Regions from separate parts of the Canis lupus genome. Here region 1 is linked to region 2. The links are chromatin contacts, called in public Hi-C maps. All regions are on one chromosome and are shown on one strand. Each heading gives the region's core, a stretch centred on a gene start, on an enhancer-like site or on the middle of the called end of the contact. The rest is flanking DNA. Distances are from core to core; before and after follow the strand shown.

What was found. A called contact is a pair of places that touch in the nucleus more often than the background predicts.
Region 1: a Hi-C map of blood shows a contact between it and region 2, with 2.5 times the contacts expected there. The contact joins the promoter of UBE2G1 here to the promoter of ZZEF1 in region 2. A contact is called at or near these places in 2 of 9 Hi-C or Micro-C datasets (both in blood).

What each region holds. Positions count from the first base shown.
Region 1 is chr5:30,630,357-30,633,248 of UU_Cfam_GSD_1.0, forward strand. UBE2G1 (ubiquitin-conjugating enzyme E2 G1) reads right to left here and starts at 1,253. Exons shown (of 6, transcript XM_038536397.1): 1 at 1,101-1,253. The coding sequence starts at 1,146.
Region 2 is chr5:30,432,614-30,435,740 of UU_Cfam_GSD_1.0, forward strand. ZZEF1 (zinc finger ZZ-type and EF-hand domain-containing protein 1) reads right to left here and starts at 1,463. Exons shown (of 55, transcript XM_038536383.1): 1 at 1,110-1,463. The coding sequence starts at 1,463. CYB5D2 (neuferricin) reads left to right here and starts at 1,980. Exons shown (of 4, transcript XM_038536396.1): 1 at 1,980-2,241. The coding sequence starts at 1,995.

The DNA of each region.
Region 1 (2,892 bases), core at 3-2,502, 200 kb after region 2:
CCATCGAGGTGATTGAAGCAGCAGCTCGAGGAGTGTGGACGAGCTGGAGTTCTGCAGGCCCGGGCTCCGAGCGCCGAGCGCAGGACCCGGGGCCCAGGGCCCGGGGCGGCGAGGACCCCGCGGGGAGCAGCAGCGGCGACGGCGGCAGGCGCGCCGGGCCGGGGGTGCACATTTCTCTTTAAATCTGGCAGCACGTGGGGCGGCATTGTGAAGCCACCGGCCCCCCCGCCCTCGGCGCACGTCCGCCCCCAGTGCGCATGCCCCGCTCGCACCGTCCTAGCGGAGCAGGAGCCAACCCCCTAAAAAGTCAACCTGGAAGCCGCAAACGGCCGGAGGCCGGGACAATGGGGGAGGGGGCCGCCGGCGGCCCCGGGGGACCGCCCCCGGCCGCCGCCCCGGCCCGGCCCCGCGGCTCGGGGGCTCAGCGAGCCCGTGCGGGGGCCCTCGGGGCACAAAGCCCGGGGCGGCCGCGAGCGGCTCCCGGCCCGCTCCCACCCTCCGCGGCGGGCGAGGCGAGGCGGGCGGGCCAGGCGGGGCCCGTGCCAGGCGGAGGCGGCCCGGCGGCGGCCGGCGGCGGCCCGCACTGCCCGCTCCGCCAACCCCGCGCGCCGCGGCCGCCCAGGCCGGCGCTTTGTTGTCCGCCCCAACTCCGCGGCGCCGCGCGGCCGGCCAGAAGTTTTGCGCGCCTCCCCTCCGCGGCCGGGGGCCGCCTCCCCCAGCCCGCCCGCCCGCCCGCCCGCGCCCCGCCCGCCGGCCCGGCCCGGCCCCCCGCAGCCAGCCAGCCCGGACGCCCCCCGGCCCCCGGCCCCCGGCCCCCGGCCCCCGGCCCCGCGGCCGCCCCTCCCCCCGCGGCCGCACCTGAGCCCCGGGGCCCGCCCCTCCGGGGCCCCGCAGCCCCTCCCCCGCAACGTCCCACCGCGCGGTGGGGGAGGGGAGCGGAGGGGAGGGCGCGGGCGCCGGCCCGGTCCCCGCGGCGGGCCGCGTCCCCGCCCCCGACGGCCTCCCGACGCCGGCCGAGTGCGGGCCCGGCCGGACGGACTCCCCGACCTCGCCCCGGCCGCCCGCCCGGAGGAGGAGGGCCCGGGCCGGCCGGCGCTCACCTGCCAGCTGTCTCCGCAGTAGCAGCGCCGACTGCAGCTCCGTCATCCTCCCGCCGAGGGCCCGGGCCGGCGCCGGGGCTTCCGAGGGGCCGGGAGCAGGCTGTGGGGGCGCCCGGAGCCGGGAGTGCTGAGGAACGCGGGCCTCCGCGACGGGAGAGCCGGGGCCGGGGCCGGGGCCGGGGCCGGGGCCGGGGCCGGGGCAGGCCGGGCTGGCGGCGGGAGCGGCGCCTCGCTACCGGCGCGGGTCAGCGCGGGGGGCTCCACACGGCGCCTCACGCCCGGAACGGGAGGGCGCCCGGGCGGCCGCGGCGCGTACTGGGACTCCGCTTGCCCGCTCCCCTCCTTCGAGCCGCCCGTCGGCCCCGCCGGTGCCTTCCCCCCGCCACTGCCTTTCCCCCCGCCACTGCCTCACTGCGCGCAGGGCCGCTCCGCGCAGGCGCGCTGGGGCTGCCCACCTCGCCTCGGCCCGCCCGCCGGCCCCGCCCCCGCCGGCGGAATCCCGCCCCCTGCGCGCCGCGGCGCCCGCCGCCGCCATTTTGGGAAGGTCGCGCGAGGCGCAGGGGACGCCGGGGCGGGTATGGGGAGAGGAGCCGCTGGCCGACGCCGCATGGACACCATGACGAGGAGGTCGCCGCTTGCCCGGACTTAGCCCCGGGGCTGGAGCAGGTGGTCCCGGAGTGCGGGGCCAGCTTGCGGGCGACTGCGAACGAGCCGTGGCTGGAGCCGAACTTCGTGCTGGTGTGTCCCGTTTTACGTAAACCCCCGAAGCTGACGTCAGGTGCTCTAACTCCCTTTACAGGAAGAAGGGTGAAGATTCCTGGCGCACCTCTTACTGCGGACTGACCTTAGAGCATCACCTGGGACCCCGCGGACGGCGCTCGGGCCCTCAGTCCTCCAGCACTTGCCCGGTGCGCCTGCACAGCTGTGAGGGCCGCGGAGGCCGCGGAGGGAACCTGGGCCTTCCCGTCCCTCGAGCACCTGCACGGCCCCGGGGGCTGCGCGACCCCGTGGAGCGCGCTCCGGCCCCTCGGTCCCTCCAGCACCTGCCCGGTGCACCTGCACGCCTCTGTAGCGGGGGCCGCGGGGAAGGACCGCCCTGCCCTTGCCCGCAGGAGGCTGGCTGCGTCCTGGCTCAGACCGCTCTCCAGATCAGGAATGTCTCCGAGAATCGCCCTGGGCGCCCCCAGAGCAGGTACACGTGGAGAGGGGCGCCCTGCTCCCTCGGGGTCACAAGCTCCGCAGGCAAGGCCTCAGGTGTGCTCAGTGCGGGGTCACTAAGGAGGAGAGCGAGACAGGAAGGCCCCAAACGTGTTTCTTTATAACGAGAAAAGAAGTCATACTTAACGGTCCGCTCTCCTCAGGGCCTCCCTGCCGCAGCCTAGCTTGTCCCCGCGCTGGAGCTTTCTGGCTGCTCCATAAAAACCAGTGTCCGAAAACACCCTAACTTTCTGGACTAGAAACCATTCTTTTTAGTTTTTTTTTTTTTTTTTTTTCTAATATTTTATTTATTCCTAAGAGGCACAGAGAGAGGCAGAGACACAGGCAGAGGCACAGGCTCCCCTGCCGGAAGCCCCATGCAGTACTCCATCCCGCGACCCCGGTGTCATGCTCTGAGCCGAAGGCAGACGCTAAATCCTTAAGCCCCCCAGGGGCTCCTAGAAACTGTTCTCTTTTTTTTTTTTTTTTAAGATTTATTTATTTATTTATGAGAGAGAGAGGCAGAGACATAGGAGGAGGGAGAAGCAGGCTCCATGCACCGGGAGCCCGATGTGGGACTCGATCCCGGGGCTCC
Region 2 (3,127 bases), core at 213-2,712:
ACTCTTGGAATTAAGAAAAAATATATATGGAGACCCTTCACTGTGTCGTACAACCACATTTTCAAGAACTGGGATGTCTTACAGGTATTTTTTTAAGGAAAATGTAAGAAACATACAAACCATATTATCTGAATTCTGACCACATACAGGGAAACATTCTTAAGAAATTTTAAAAGCCTTCTCTGGTTGTGAAGTGGACATCACTTTTTAATGGCATTACAAGCATCTGTCAGTTTACTGCTTTATATACTCATCCTTCACTGACAGTGAGGATTCTACATGGCTTACTCATTTTCAAAAACGAAGTATCTTTTTTATTATAACTCTGTGGAGTTAAAGAAATAGGGTCCCAAGAAGCAGGCAGTGGGACATTAAGACAAATAAATCAAAAAGATCTGAGTACTAGGTCTTAGGTTGCCAACGAGCCATCGGGAACCCTGGATCAGGCCTCTATTTAACTGTAAAGTGAAACGTACAATTCCTAACAACCCTTCTGAGAAAAAGAAAAAAATATATGTTGTTGAGGTATCAACTTGCTGTTCATGATTCAATAATACGATGTTGGGGACTATGCCAAAAGCTGTATAAGTGCAAGTACTGGCAGGAAACCTGACATATGCCTATCAGTCCCAGGTTACACGCAGATTTCCACGAGTCTAAAACATGGGCCTTCAACTAACTGAAAACAAATGTGTATTTGGAAAAGATAATGTTTGTGTGATGAGAATGGCTGCTAGAATGGAAGCTCTTCCGGGACGTGCCATCTCCCGCCACATCTGTCAGGCGCCCACACTGGATCCAGAAGGGCATCCATAAAATCCCTCCAGTCGGTGAAACAGGATGGCTTTCGCTGCCACCACCCCACCCCCACCCCCCACCCCCCCATCCCTAGGCCTGCGGGCCGCCGCCGACCTGGCGTCAGGCAGCAGCACAGACGCCGGTACTCCAGCAGGATGCGAACACAGCAGAGCCTGCCAAGGTCCTCCAACCAAGGGCGGCCGAGGCCGGGCTTTCCATACGGTCCCAGGAGCGCTCTGCGCTGCCCTCCCCCTCCCGGACCTGCGAGCCGGTCTGCAGCCCTCGCCCCGCCCCCGCCAGCCCGGCCTGACCTCCTCGAACTGCTCGCCCGAGCAGCCGGCGCCGCGAGCCTCCAGCAGCTCGCGGAACTGCTCCAGGGTGACGGCCTCTTCGCCGCGGCCCAGCCGCTCCTCCAGCCAGCGCAACAGCGCGCCGTGGTGCCGGGACACCAGAGACTCGCAAGGCGGCGCGGGCCGCAGCGCCGCCGCCGCCTCTCGCAGTCGGGCCGGCTCCAGCAGCGCGGCGGCGGGGGGCAGCGCTGGGGCCGCGGGGCCCGAGCCGGGGATGGCGCTCGCGTCCGCAGCCCAGTCCTGGTGCGGGCCCCAGCCCTCTCCCCCGGCGGCACCCGCTTCGTCTTCACTGCTGTGACTCGGAGCGTTCCCCATGGGGTCTCCGTGTCGGGCGTCCGGCTGTGCCGCCGCCGCCTCCCCGCCTCGACCTGTCAACCTCCGGCGGCGCCCGGCGGGCGGGACGGGGAGGGTACGACGGCGGCGGCGGCTTCCGGCTTCCTCGCCGTCAAGCGAGAACTGCCGTCGCAAAGACGCCGTCAAGCGGACCCAAGCGAAAGCTGTGAGACAGCAAGCGGAGGACGGCTTCCGGAGAGGATGGAAGCCTCGATTTCCCAGAAGGTCCCGCCGTCTACGTCATCCCGCAGCCTCCTTTGCCGCCATCTTTGTGGGGGGCGGGCGCCGGCGCGGCGGAGCCTTCGCCGCTGACACTGGCAGTATCGCTCCACGTTCGCCAGCTACGCTGAAAAACGGCGAAGCCAGGGAGGGGTCTCTCGCAAGCCTTTTTCCCTTCAGTCCTCCGCTGTCCCCGTGGTGACGGGGGCGGGGGCGAGAGGGCGTCGCGCCGGTGACGTCACGCGTGCGCCACCGCCTTGGCCGTGGGTGGCGGGGCGGCCGCCTGTGGGCTGAATGCGGCGGCTCGGCGGCCGCGGACTCCTGCTGGGCCTGGCGGCGGCGGCGGCGGCGGCGGCGGCACGGTGGCTGGGCTGGTGGAGCGACCGCGCTGGGCTTCGCCTGTTCGTGCCCGAGGAGCTGGCCCGCTACCGCGGCGGCCCCGGGGCCCCGGGTCTCTACTTGGCGTTGCTTGGCCGCGTGTACGATGTGTCCCCCGGCCGGAGGCATTACGAGCCCGGGGCCCACTATAGCGGCTTCGCAGGTACTGGCGAGGCGTCCGTCTGTCCGTCCGTCCGCGCGCGCGCTCTTTCACTCACGCCCCCGCTCGTCCGTGCGTCCCTCGGCCCTTCTCCCGCAGGCCCCGGCTGGTGGGCGGCCGTCCCCCGCCCTCAGGACGACGGCCGTCCCCCGCGACGTGGGCCCGAGAAGCAGGCCCGGTCACCCGCCAGGTGTGTCCTTTCCACGCCCCCCGGCGGAGCGCGTGTGCGGGGTCCCTGGTCCGCGGCGGCCGTCCTACAGCTGGGGGGATGGGCCGACCGGCTTCGGGCCAGGACCCTCCCCCTCAGAGATGGGCTCACCAGCCCCAGGGGAAAGAGGAACAAGCCGACGGCGAGAGGAAAGAGGCGTTTTCTATTTGCCACGGCCGTAGCATTGGGAAGCTGCCCCTGGTACCTCAACACGAGTCCCCTCCCCTCCTTGTCTTTAGGGAGGGCTGCAGAAGCGGGAGGATTGACGGGGGGAGTGGGGGCGGTAGTTGCCGAGCTCCTCAGTCAGCCCAGCAAGGGAAGGAACCTGCCCGGAGCACTTGGCGATGCAGAAGCCGAGCTGGGACCGCAGTCAGGGTTCCTGGGTGCCCAGCCCGCCGCTCCCTGCTGTGGCTGCCGCGGCAGGATACACACGCTTCGACATAAAGCCTCTGACATAAAGTCTCTGGGTCGTTGTTGTTGGGCTCTGGCTTCAGCTGAGTTCCTCTGTGCCTGCTGTTGATTGAGCGTCCAGTCACTGACCACTGCTCTGCAGCGGCCTTGAGCCAGGGGCTGCGCACCCCCACGCACACAGCCTAGCAGGGGAAGCAGAGACGAGCACTCATTCAATATCAGTAGTATTGTCAATTAAGGTATAATCACGTGGTATAAAATCCTGACCTT